2 separate regions of the Mus musculus genome follow, and region 1 is linked to region 2. The links are chromatin contacts, called in public Hi-C maps. All regions are on one chromosome and are shown on one strand. The core of a region is the stretch at or near the end of the contact, and the rest is flanking DNA. Distances in the headings are between cores, read along the strand shown. Region 1 has its middle 8.4 kb from the start of Gm4861. Region 2 overlaps Ppp3ca (protein phosphatase 3, catalytic subunit, alpha isoform).

The links. A called contact is a pair of places that touch in the nucleus more often than the background predicts.
Region 1: a contact with region 2 is called in a Hi-C map of cerebral cortex, with 3 times the contacts expected there. The contact joins two enhancer-like sites. A contact is called at or near these places in 1 of 39 promoter capture datasets (hippocampal neurons) and 2 of 484 Hi-C or Micro-C datasets (cerebral cortex and uterus).

What each region holds. Positions count from the first base shown.
Region 1 is chr3:137,557,329-137,564,713 of GRCm38.p6, reverse strand. No RefSeq gene overlaps it. Among named protein-coding and RNA genes, the nearest start is that of Gm4861, 8.4 kb to the right of the region's middle. Within about 2 kb of position 3,388, at least 41 of the 459 cell types and tissues checked have an H3K27ac peak or open chromatin away from gene starts, as enhancers often do. A contact at or near this core is called in cerebral cortex, where this site is marked.
Region 2 is chr3:136,842,227-136,848,762 of GRCm38.p6, reverse strand. The region is part of intron 2 of Ppp3ca (protein phosphatase 3, catalytic subunit, alpha isoform); the gene reads right to left. Among named protein-coding and RNA genes, the nearest start is that of 1700006H20Rik, 110 kb to the left of the region's middle. Within about 2 kb of position 4,797, at least 28 of the 459 cell types and tissues checked have an H3K27ac peak or open chromatin away from gene starts, as enhancers often do. A contact at or near this core is called in cerebral cortex, where this site is marked.

The DNA.
Region 1 (7,385 bases), core at 2,139-4,638, 720 kb before region 2:
GACTCTAGAGCTTCTTGTTGCCAAGGAGATTGGATGGCAAGAGCTGCTGCCCACATGACATTTGCCCCATTCTGCAGACCCCCTCTTCAGCATCACAGCCATCTGCCTCACTTGCTGTGCCTGGCTTACTCTTCACTGTGCTTTCCTTCTGGGCTTTCTAAATCTTAGCTCTAATTTGCAATCTGATTTCCCCAGCGTTGGCAGTTCATTTCCCTGCGACTGCACCTGGCTCCCTATATCACGTAACACTGACGCAGGTCAGCATGCAGATATGAGACTCAGGGGTTCAGATTTCAGGCTGTGAGCACAGGAGTCCAGCAGACTTCTAGAACTGGATACTTGGTCGTCTTAGAAGAGCTTCTTGGTATGGATACTCATTATCATTAGAGTTGCTTTTTTTTGGTGTGAATAAAATAAAGCTGTAAATATAGTTCATGTTAACACATTCTAAAGCAAGACCTGCTTTCCTTGAGCAGCTCAAAATTAGTTTAGTAAATCGTGTGGTGGAAAGTTTTCACTAAGTTTAATAACATCATAAGCTGTTCTTGATATTTGACAAATTACATCTCTAGAAATGTGTGTGTGTGTGTGTGTGTGTGTGTGTGTGTGTGTGTGTGTGTACATATGTGCAAGATAGAGTTAGAGAGAGACAGAGTCAGTGTTAAGGAATAGAGGAACAGGATAAACATGGTTCAAGGGGTGACCTTTGTTTCATTTGTCCTTGCTCCCCAGTTCTGTTTCCATCCCAGTATGATGCAAGACCCCAGAACAACTGAATTGATGCTACTGATTCAAATCATGGTTAATTCACATCTCCCTCTTGGCTGAAGCTAAACCGAAGCTGCTGTCTCTCATGAAGATTCTGCCTGCAGCTGCGTGACACAGATTATAAAAAGACTCTCAGATGGAACACAGAAACTTCGCTTCTAATCATTCAAATGCTTCATTCAGTTGAAATTATCGTCTAGGAAAATTCCAGATGTTCCGATGTTTCACTTCCCCATCTGAAGTTCCCATCCTGGAGGGCAGCTGGTCACTGATCTGCGCTGCTACACTGGCAATGATCAGCAGGGGTCTGCTCAGGGGCCAGCAAGAGGATCCACCAATACCCTGGAGAAATCAAGTAGGAATCAAGAAAGATGAGAAGAAGGGAAATTTCTAACCCTAGGTTACTCTTGTGTACTCTTCACCAAGAGAACCAGTGAAGGAGGAGGGAAAATAAAGACAAAATAAGCATTTAGGACAGGAGCTGGAGAGATGGCCGAGAGCAGTCAAGAGTTCTTGTTGCTCTTGAGGAGGAAGGACCTGGATTCAGTTCAACCAGGTACAACACAACCTATAGTACCAGTTCCAGGGGATCCAGTGTCCCCTTCTGACCTTCAAAGGCACACGCGTACATGTACGTACAGAAAAACCTCACATGTCAAATCAAAAGAACACGTTCAGTAAGATTGTAAAATATATTGGGTGACTTAAGCAATGGTTTAAACATTTGTATAAATTAAGGGGAACCGCTTTTTCTGAGAGAGTTTTGTGGGGTTTATGGTGTAATGTGCAAAGGTTGAACATCTCCTTTAACACACTGTCTTGAAGTCCGTATGCCCCAGTGCTCTGAGAAATGTTATAGGGGACGAAACACTGACTGGTTTTCTTTGATGGTCTTTTGCTGCAAAGCATTGGCTTCCCTCACTTTAATCAAACCCTCTTTCTTCTGCAAAGTGTCTCAGCTCTGAAGATGCAGCAAACTACTTTATGAAGAAGGATTCTATGTAGCAAATCTTACAGATGAGTGAGTGAGAAAGTACACAAAAAGGAAAAGAAGCAAGAAGAAAGTGCGCATGTCTGGTTGGTGACCCTCTTGAAGTTGTGAGTCAGGGAAAAAAAAAAACTAAGAAAAAGAAAGAATGACAATCTGCTATGTTTTGACCCTAAATTATAGATATACCTATGTGTTGTTATGATCCTTTATCATATCAAATATTCAAATCACAACTTCCGGTGGACCTTACAAACTAATTATTTCTGGTGGGCCAGAACCAGCTGGTGGCTGGTCAGTAAATATGTATGTCAGAATACAGATTTACTGACTAAATGCATGCATGCATGGGCATCTTTGTATGTACTCTTTCAGTCATTAAAAATACTCAAGAACTGATCCAGAACCCTGACCAGCACAGGTACTCATTTCTAAGTTTGGGGCTAACCTTTAATTTATTTTATTGAATGCTGGTGGGGGGATGCTTTGCTTGTGCAATTTTAGTTGCACATAATACAATATCAATCTTTTTTATGTTTGCAAGATTAAAACTTTTTTTCCTATCTGGTTAATTATCTCCTTAGAATTTAGTAAGCTTGGCAGAGGCTGCCCTTTGGGGCTCATTAAGCCAAATTTCCACTTCAGGATTAGAAATGCAGCAAGAGGAGAGGACAGATGCATTCAGAGTCTGAGCTGGGAGCCCGCTTTGCTGAGAGTGCTTTGGATGCTCTGACACTGTAAGGAGAGAGCTGCCTTTGCACTGGGGCAAGCAGGGATCTGGAGTATTGGCACTAGCTATGTGGTGCAGAAGAGAGCCACCTACGATGCCTGGGATCCAGGCCTCAGGGCATTGGATTTCTGAGGGATGAAGAGCAGAGTCAGAAAGCTTAATGTTCTGAGCAGGCTGTCCCCAGCTTTGCTGGAGAAAGGGGCTCAGTTACAATTCCCTCTGGGTTGAAATCTGAGTTTTGATGGAACGCAAACTCTGTGCTGCTGTGTTAGTGCTGGGAAATGTTCTAGTCTCTAGGGTATTGGGATCTAAATCTTTCTACCAACTTGAAAGTCTCCCAAGAGTTTATGGAGTTGGAGGAAGAAGAGGAGGAGGAAGAGGAGGAGGAAGAGGAGGGGGAGGAGGAGGAGAAACAGCATACAAAGCCAGGAGGTTATTCTATTTAGACGCGACAATGACTCATGCTAGTTTGAAAATAGAATTTATAGTTTGCTGCCTTATAAAGGGGACTTTAATCTTCTGTGTAATTTTCATAGTTACTATTCTGTGAACTTCTTTGCAAGCAAACAGAATTGTTTTGCACCTGGATACAAAATGCCCCATGTCTTGAGAGCATGGTAACATGCCACTCTCTAATGAAAGGCCAGTTCCACCACAGGGAGGTCCATTTCCTAATCACAAAACAACTGACTTGTCATCCTTTCTTGGTCCCCAAAGACTGGATTTAAAAATGCCTCAGTGACCTGTCATTTTGCAGTTTTCGACTGTGTGGTGTGCAGCCGCCATATGAGGAATTGTCTCATCCTTTAAAACTGTTCTGTTTACTCGGGCTCTCACTGAAAGTGCATCTCCATGGGAATTTATGGAGGCTTCCAGCCCCAGCCTGCTGCCCGCCTCTCAGCTTTGGCTTCTCTGCAGGTTCCTTTTATTGGTTTTTGGCAGGTTGCTGAGGGCATATGTTTTACACTTTGCTGCTCTGATTTGTGAGAATCTGCTGACATCCAAGAAAGTGCTACGAAAACCTGTTGCTCATATCCAAGGATATGTGTTTTATGGCAAATCCACAGAGCTCAAGTTTCTTGACAACACATCTTATTTATGGAGAAACAAATGCAGACAGTATTGTACAGGGCTGTGGTGCCACCCTTCTGAGAAGACCTTTGGCTGTGTGTGTGTGTGTGTGTGTGTATGTGTGTGTGTCTGTGTGTACGCGTGCACATGCACAATGGGGCACAGGTTTTGTTTGTCTCTGTGTCAGGCTTTTGGTGAACATTTCCTCTTTTATGTATTTTGGAGAAAGTTTTCCCATTGCTGCCAGCTGTCATTTGCTAGCATACACCATATGCCAAAAACCATGCACTGACTTTTTACTGGAAGATTGCAAGAGAAATGTTACTGCCTCCTGCTGAAGAGGGGAAAAAAAAAAAACAAAAAAAAACAACTAAGGTTTATTGGAGTTAAGCAACATTTGCAGTGTTTTATGGACCAATGAAACCAAGGTGCAAAACTTGGTATGCTTTGCCTCTGAAGTTAATGCTTTTATTCCCCATAAAAGGCAGGAGATTATTTTTTTTTGTATTTTTAATGCTATTTTAAAATAAATTATTAAACTTGCACAATATCACATAGATCCTGTCATGATTCGACCTCACTTCTTCCCTCTATAGACTCTAGACTAGTCTATTTTCAGTGAGGGGTGACTTTGCTTCTCCAGGGAAGACTTTCCAAGGTCTGGAGCCATTTTTATTGACACGTTGGGTAAATGTAGAGCACATGACACCTATTGGGTAGAGATAGAGGGAGACAGAACTTCTGCTTAGCATTCTGGAACATACACAGCTCCTCCAAAATGCTAGTCCTGCTGGGGCTGAGGTGTTTTGGAGGAAAAAAAGTAATAAAAACAGGAAATAGTCTTGATATTGTACCATAATTTTAGTGATGGTTGGGAGATTGTATTATCTGTTCTAAATACTTTCTGCTATTTCACTTTTACTGGGGTTTTCTACATGGTAGAGTTATCCCTTGGCTGGCAGTTTGTTTTCTTTGATGAAGAAAGTATAGGAGCAGATTAGATCTTCCCAAGATTAGGAAGCCATTGTGTGGTGTTGACATCCTTTCCGTGAGCAGATCATGAGGCTCCAGCCAGAGCTGCCTCCACTTCATCTAAAGACACCATGGAGGACAGAGCCAGCCTACTCAGAAAGCATAGGTGTTATAACAAAAACTGCACTTCTTTTGATATTTGGATGGTTTATCACTGCAGCATAGTTTACACGATTGTTATTTCAAAAGATAAGGTTAAGGTTCAATTGTAGTGCAAGAGAACCTGGAAGGAAAGATTTGAGTCAGGGTACACCAGTCAGAAAATACTGGGTTTTAATTTGATGAATTGGAAGTTTGGTGAGGGTGAGAAAGAACATCTAGGAGCAGAGGGGATAGCTACTTAGATGTGGCTAACTGAGGGATCCAGAGATCCCAGTCTGGCTGTGATAATAGTCTTAATAAGAGGGGCAGGAGACTTATCATCGAGTCTATGTAAACAAAACCATGCAAGCATATGTGAGAAATGCACAGACACACACATATGAAGCTCATTGAAAGATAAGATCAAGAGTTTGAGAGGGGCTATCTTAGGAGATGATGCTGCATCAGAATATATTTTGGAATGGATATGACCTACTTCTCTAGGGTTGTTAAATGTGGGAACAGTTGGTCTATTGAGTGAGGGATAGTGTGACTGACCCTGGGGATCTGGAGAATGGGAATTGTGGTATGAATTTGGGCATTCTCTAGGTAAAGTGCAGTGTGGCCATTATCCACAAAGGGCGACTAGAATGGAGAGAGAAGAATGAAGATAAGGATGTGGGAATTTTGGTGGAGGGCTGAGGGGAAGCACAGGCATTTTAGTGGAGAATGCTGACTTGGCTGGCTGGTACAGAGGCTTGGCGCTTTGAGAGGTGACTGTGAGGGTGAGAAAACTGATGACTGTCTACTTCTGGGTTTACTGCGCATGAATACCGTTGATGGTACTCCAAGAAAGATAAGCCTTTGGTTTGGAAGATATGGCAGAATCTTCCCCGAATGCATAAAGATTTCAAGGAACCAATCAATAGGCAGTGGATAAAGAAGGTGGGCTGGGAGTCTTAGAGAGGAGAGAGATAGGAGAGACAGGAGAGAAGGAAGGAAGATGGAGGAAGAGGAAGACGATCCAGATTCTGTGTGGCTTTACATAGCCACAGGTAGCAATGAATATCTTATAAGGAATGAAGAATTGCAGGACAATTTGTCTTATCTAGCTGGGCAGCTTATATCAATGTCAATTGGCTCTGAGTTCATTGTGTGGGCGTTTTGTGGAGTGAGAATTTACTGATATAAATCTGACTGATAAATTGCAAGCCTCTAGAGTTTTGATTTTACCTGCTACAGGGATTTGAGAATGCTAATTACAGGGGGAAAAGGGCTGAGAACGTGAGCAAAATCCACAGCAAGAGAACCATGGGATGGGCAGTCTCTGCTTGGGGCTAACCATGGAGGTGCTGAGACCAGAGAGTAGGCAGTGTTAGCGTGGGATGGTGCAATACACACACACACACACACACACACACACACACACACGTATACATATGTATATATGTATATATATATATATATGTATGTATATATATATATATATATATATATCACGAAACAGAGTTCATATTTCACAGTTATAAAGTCAGGGGTTTTAAAACTCATCAACAGAATGTGAGTTCCAAATTTTTTCTCAGCATGAAAGTAAAAACAACCAAAACCTCTTGTATCTGAAAGTTCATAGTTTTAAACATGGCCGTGCTTTCGTTCTTGCTACTAATTTGAAGTGAGCTTCCTTCATTCCGTATTAGTTATACTTTAGTGTGCATGTCCATCTGCATGCGTGTGCATGTGTGTGACTGTGTGTGTGGCTATCTGTGTATGCACTTTTGTGTATGGGTACACACATCAATGTGGGTACCTGTGGAAGCCAGCAGTCGACATTGGGATGTCTTTTATCATTCTCCACCTGAGAACACCAGGTCTCTCACTGAACCTGAGTGGGTAGTTTTGGTTAGAGCAGCTAGTCTGCACACCCTATAGTCCTCCTGTCCGCATTCCCTAGCCCTGGGCTTACAGAGAGGCACTGCCTCTGCTGCCTTTTTGTGAGAATGGTAAGGATGTGATGTCAGGCCCTCCTGTTGGTGCTGTGCTTTACCCACGGAGCTGCCTTGAAGTCCCCCAGATGTTTTCAACTGATCTTTTCCAATTAGTTTTTCTTCCTCACTTTCCATATCTTTGGGATGCCTCAACAGCAGATATTCACAACTTTAAGTGAAGGAATGTTTGTTCCTGTCCTCCAAAGTCCATGTTGAATGACCTTGTTAAGTAGTAGTTTTGCCAAAGGCTGCTTCTTGTATAAAACAGATTGGCGATATGAAATCTTCCCTATGAAGAAGCCAGGAGCTGTCCCCTTTCTTTCTCTGGCCTCACTTCAGTATAGTAGAACCTTGGAGTAATGGCAGAAAAGCGTGCTTCCACTGGACTCCACCGGCTGCAGGAATTGCTCACACAGCACTGGGAGAAGTCACAGGAATACATGAGATTTCCTGGGGAGAGAGAGAAAGAGAAAGAGAGAGCATTAAGCATGCTGATGTAAAATACCACTGGTCTCCGTGAAGACTATCCCACCCCTCTTCAGAGGGCAGCCCTGATTTTCTTTCATTTCTCCACCAAAATGACTCATCCAGTTTAGAACATCATGGTTTTTTAAGAATTTATGAACTTAGGTAAATCTGATTGCTCGAAAAATAAATCTCCATATTTATACCCAGAGAAGGTGATTTTCTCTCCATTCCTTACCTTTACAAAGGCTTTTTTTTTTTTTTG
Region 2 (6,536 bases), core at 3,548-6,047:
ACTTTACATATCAAAACTGATTTAAATAAAATGGTTATAAATAAATTCCCCTTATTTGTTTTGGTTGAGCCAAACATCTTAGAAAAATGGAACTAAACCTCAGCTTTAATATATTCCAGGTGATCTTGGTGAAGGGTTACAGAGGGACCAGCGCTCTTAATCCTATGCATAGTATTTTTCATACTCTCAAATATGGGCAGGGAACTAGAAGGATAGCTCACTCTTATTGCATTGTCTACGAGACCTAATACTATGCACACATTGTCCACACACAGTAAATGTGTTCTTTCATCATACAAGGGTTACAGGACTGCCGATGTGCATCCAGTAAACCTAAACAGAATCTCCATAACCTGTTATGATGGAGCGATCTTTATGGAAAACAGACTTTGTTTTGTGTATTCTCGTTTGCTTGTTTTGTCCCACACTTACTAGACAAGAAGCAGAGAGGCTTTGAGTCTGTTTTCTACTTGTTTGAATATAAACCTTTTCTTCTATAAAACGATTTCTATTTGAGAATGTATACTAAGATAAATGGGATGGACAGTTATCTAAAACCCCTCTCCCTTCCCCTTATCTGCTTCCTTCCCAGTGTATTTCTTTGTTCTGTAGTGTTGTTACAGGTACAGGTTAGGTATCATACACGCTAGGCAAATCCTCTACTTCTGAGGCACATCCCCACCCTGCCCCCCAAATGCCTTTGAAGTAATTTATCTTATGGAGTTATAAAATTCTCTAGAAATATGACATTAATATGCAATCGAAGCTTTGGGTCAAACATGAAGTCTTTAGCATTGATTTTCTGATGAATTCTACAGAGTTCACTCATATTTCACTAAGACTATAGCAAATCCTTCCTCTTTATATGCTATTACTTAACAGTGCTTTTTTTTCCCCCTATGGATAATGGCAATTTGTAATCATTCAATTTCTGTTTGCTGAAGGAGATGCCTACAGATCTGTTCCTGTTTCCATTATTTGTATGAATGTGCATCCACGTTGGTTCTGAGAGCAGAATTTAGGACAAATGCCTCAGTTATTCCCCTTAAACACACACACACACACACACACACACACACACACACACACACACACACACACTCACACACACACACAGTGTTCTTCAAGACATACATTCCAGCAGACACACAATGCACCCTCAGCACATGTTGTCAAGATCATGCTAGGGGTTTGCTAGGAGACTTGCTCAGCTCATAGTGTCACTCAACAGCCTGTCAGGCCTGGGGGCACTTTCTTGTCCCCCATTCTCTATCTTCTATGGAAAAGGCACGTTAACTCTGCTGTAGAAAAACAAAGAAACAAACAAAATCCCCTATTCCCTAACTTCAGTTTTCTTCAGGGGAAAAAAATTACTTTTCATTTTTCTGGTAAAAGTCAAATACATCTGTGCTCAGATCATAAATACTGCATTATCATCAACTAGAAAATGACATCAGCCTTACTGTATAGAGATCTTACTGCGTAGTTCCAAAAAAAAACATTTTGTTTCAATGTATACAACTGCAGAATTATGGGACTGGCTGCCTCTCAATCTACAGACACATGCTTCTTTTAGGCACGTGTTGGAAATAAATATAAATACTATTATCTGTCTCTAGCATTCTCTTCTCATAAAGCAAGTCAAAGGAGGTACATTGAACCGTGTGAGCATGGCTATCTGAAAGACTTCTTTTAATAGCAGTTTGTTGTTAAAGAATACCAAGTTGTTTGGTTTAGTTGCTCATGATTCAAAAAGAGAGGCCAAGACATAATGGAAACAGAGATAACAAAATATCGAGATGACATGACAAGTGTTTCTTAGGTCTACTCCAAAATTCTACAGGGGCCCGCGCTTGGAACTGAGTAAAAGACATGGTCCATAATGTTACATTGAAAGACAATGCCATTTGATATAAGCATTGTAACGACAAGGAAAAGAACGAGTATACCTGGCAGCTCACTCTCAACCCTCAATGTCCCTCTCACCTAGTTCCTTTCTTTGCTATGTGGCCAGTGTTTACAGGGTTCCTTAGTTCAAAGGCTAGCACTTCCCTCAGCCATGTGTCTGCTTTATTCTAGTGGGGTTCCATCTTTTCTGATCTTTATCTCACACTTGCTCCTTACAACCCCATCCTCACCCTTTTTTAGATTTCAGAGCATCTGTTACACTCTATGAAGTAGAAGCATGCATGTGTGAGTGTTTGTCCGAGTGGAGGTGGAGAAGTGTTCATCAATGTGCACATGTATGGATTTAGACCAGATTTAGACTTAGGGTGTCTCCGCCATCATTCTCCACTTTGTCTGTGACAGTCTCTCCTTGAACCTAGAGTATCCTACTGGGCCACTGAACACCCAAATCTCTGTTTCTATCAACACAGTGCTGGATACACCCAGCTTTTATATAGAGAATACATATTCAAGCTCAGATTCTCATATTTGCTCAGAAAAGACCTTAACAACTGAGATATCTCTTCATTCTCTATTTTATCCATTGATATGTAATACTTTTGCTTACATCTCTTGACTAGAACATAATTCCAGAGGTCAGATCCTCCTTTATTCATTCCTAAGTCCAGCAAACTATCAGTGACCATGTTAGAAACATTATGTTAGGAATGAATGAATGAATGAATGAATGAATGAATGCTGGATTTGTAACTATAACACAAAGTAGTGAATATGATTTACAGTCTCTACTGTGTTGAAAGACAATGCCATTTGATATAAGCATTGTAATGACAAGGAAAAGAACGAGTATACCTGTCAAGCATTTGAGATCAACTGAAAGAAGAAATAACACAGGAGAAAAAGAAGTGTGTTTGACTGTAACTTGGCTGGCCATAAAAAGAAAGGAGATAACACATTTAAGGTCTTGATCATAATCTTAGGACAGAAGAAAAATACACTAGACTGGCAGACTTAATGTTCCCTGGATATCTACAGATAGCTGTGAAGAAGCAGAGAATTTGATAGCTACTGATTTGTACTTGCTATAATTTCCCACCAGAAATCTAGAGATACAGTGTAATTGCTTGTTTGTAGCTGACCTTGGGATGTAAGGCAGTATGGTGAGTCTCCAGTGCCCCAAAGGCACAGCAGCTCTGTAGTGGAGACTGTGAGAAAGAAGAGAGCCATGCATCCTGGAAACACATTTGGTGGACATTGAGACCCGTACTGTAATGCCTATGATCAGAATTTCTATTATGGGTGCCACACTTATCTCCTGCTTAACTTCACTTTCTCATTATCCAAAGACTAATTAAGTCTTTAAGAACGTTCACAACATAATCATTCAAACTAGACACAGACTAATAAGTCATGGCATACAAGCTCGGTAACCCAAGCACTGGAGAGGTTAAGCAGGAGGACTACAGTGAATGGGTTAGCATAAATCCAGCCTAATTTACATAGTATGCTTGAGGCTAGCCTGTGCTATAGTGCGAGAGCCTGACTCATACCAAACAAAACCCAAACTGTATTAAACAATCAAAGAAAGAAAGAAAGAAAGAAAGAAAGAAAGAAAGAAAGAAAGAAAGAAAGAAAGAAAGAAAGAAAGAAAGAAAGAAAGAGAAAAAACGAAGGAAGGGAGGGAGGGAGGGAGGGAGGGAAGAGAGAAGAGAGGAGGGGCAAGGGAGAGAGAAGACATCATCATATCATCCTGACTAATATATTTTGCCATAAAGAGGCAGTTGGAGATTCAAGAGTCTAAGTACACTGTCAACAGCTGATGACGGAAATGCCTCAGTCCATGATGGCCAGAGTGACATTCTCTAGTCATGACTGATGTGCAAACTCTGGATACAGACCATGACCCCAGTGCTGATCTTATACACATATATATTACTGTGTCATTGGCTAGGCCTTTTTTACAGGTACTCTTCAGGAAGGTTCTGGTCCATTTCCAGGTACATTCGGCACATCCTTTAATTACTACACAAGAGGCCGGGAGCATAGTCTTCATGTACTGAGTCTCCTGTTATTAAAAGCCTTTCCCTTTTAACACAGTCTTCCAGCGTTCCTGTTTTCACAGAGCCCACGTTCCATCAAACATATCTAAGCCTTCTCTTCATTCCTAACTTCTAAGGACTTGGTTCCACTTATCCAAAAACACCTGTGTATATTTATGGTTAAAAAAAATGTTAGCCGTGGAGCCATAAAGAGAGCTCAGCAATTAAGAGCACTGGTTGTTCTTCAAGAGGAACAGGGTATAGTTACTTACAATTATCTGTAAATCCTGTTCCAGGGGCTCTGACATCCTCTACCAGCCTCTGCAGGCACCAGGCACACATGTGGCACACAGACATATGCAGGCATACATACTGATATACGTGTAATAAAAACAATAAAATTAAAATAGGTAGTTTAAAAAGTCTTCATTTGTCTCTGTAATTCCCTTTTGCTATAGATAGAGAATACTTGGCAGGCAGGCTGCTCAGTGAGTCGTCACCTCCTCAATCTGTCTGATCCTTGGCTCCCTGGAACAGGACACCATGGCCATGGCTACTCTACTCCACTTCTAGGGGCAGCAAGCAAGACTTAAGGTGAAGCAGGCACTCTGCAGTCCTTTGCCCTCCCCTTCCACTAGCACTGTCCTGTCCCTACTGTTCCCCTCACTGGTCTAGCCGCTCTCCCTTCTATTTTCAACAAATGCAATCTTAGCCCAGCTGTGTCACCATGCATCGGCCCCCTTTGTAATTACTTCATGCATTTGCATGGTTTCCTGCGGGCTACACAACAACAGCCAGTGACATTGAGCAGTCTAAGCCAGAACTCACAGTGGACTCTCTAAAACAGACCTTCTCTGTATTGACAGTGGTGGGAAGCTCTAGAAAACTCAAGCGGCTGCTGTTACTGGGTAACTCTGGCTGTCCCACTCATAGTCCTGTTGTCTCAGACGAATCTGTTGTCTTTTAGACAAACCTGTCCTGGTACACACAGTGTCTTTGTCTTGGGTGGTGACATAATTATCAGTCTAGTCATATAAACCAGAAAGTTGAAAACCATCCTAGATTTTTCTTTGTACCCATCATCAGCTTCCCTAGACATTTTAATGTTTATTAAATTTCATGTGCTTTACAGACTGTGCCGTCACCTTTCATGTCTGGACCCCTGCATGACATTCTTTTGTGTGTTCAGCCTTTGGCCTTGCACCCCATGGTGTCCCATTCAGGGATCCAAATCAATGAAGCATAATATTAAAAATCACACCATATACGCACATCTTTCCCTTCCAGTGTTTTGGAGTGTCTGTATATAAAGAAGTCCAAACAATGTACAACAGAGCAAATGAGATTTTCCCGTTAAAAGCCTCACCCCCCCCCCCCAATATCCTATGCCTGCCCTCAGCCCTAATAGTTTTCAAATGTATGAAGTTCAAACCCCTCGACTCCTTAGGCGACAGTCCTCTAGGATGCTTTTCCCACTACCCCAGGAATCTGGGTAAACACATACTCACCATTTAAACCTCAGATCGGAGTTGAGTTCCCTTTGCAGATTTCTCACAAAGCTCCTGCTCTGAGACCTTTATCCTCTGCAAATGCTTCTTCAGTGCTCCACACACTTTATATCAGAGATGTTTAAAAATCTCTCCTCTGCTATCCTTATGGAGGACTTGAAGGTGGAGAATATGGACAGGGTATGTATCCCTTTTCCAAAGGCCTGGGATCAGAGGCGTCTGGATTTTTAAATGCACACACAATTTGCACACTGAGATGTTGCAGGGAAAATGCTAAGTCTGAGCATTAAGTCCAATCATGTTTCTTGTTAATATTGTACTTTTGGTATGTTTGCTTCTGTTTTTGTTGTTGTTTCATTTTGAGACAGGGTCTCTCAATGTAGGCCAGGATGGTCTGGACCCTCCTTTCTCAGCTTCCTGAATACCAAGATTATAAGTGGGTAACTGCATGGTGGTCTCTGTATTAATCAGCATGCGGACTACATCTTAAATCACCCAACGTTGCAGACCAAATTTGTCACTTACAGTGTCACATAATCATTCAAGAAGTTTCAGATTTTGTATCCTTTCAAATTTCATGAATTTATTTCAGGAGGCTTAGCAATGTATTCACTAGGTCTGTGCCTGTAGATCCTAGAACTATGAATAGCACATAGTTTTAGCCAAGTAAAAGAATGACTATCCTATTGAGTTTCTCCTCTAATCTTCTGGATGTGCTCTGAGCTTGGCTGCTAAGGCTACAGAAGCTGTTGCCATGGTTACATTCATAGATGCTCCTCTGAATGATGAAAACTGTACACAAAGTCCTGTGTGGTCCTCTTATAGGCAGGGCTTCCCAGAATTATTTGACAAGCTAAGGTTTGTAATATATTTACATTCTTGGTTAAGCACAGTGGTGGACGCCTGGAATCCTAGCACTTGTGAGAGGGAGACAGAAGGATGGAGATGATAGGGTCATTGAGACATGTTGACTTCAAAGCCAGTTTGGGCTATATAAAATTTTATCTCAGATATATATATATATATATATATATCACATCACAATATCACAAACCACTCAGAAATATATATGGGTACAAAA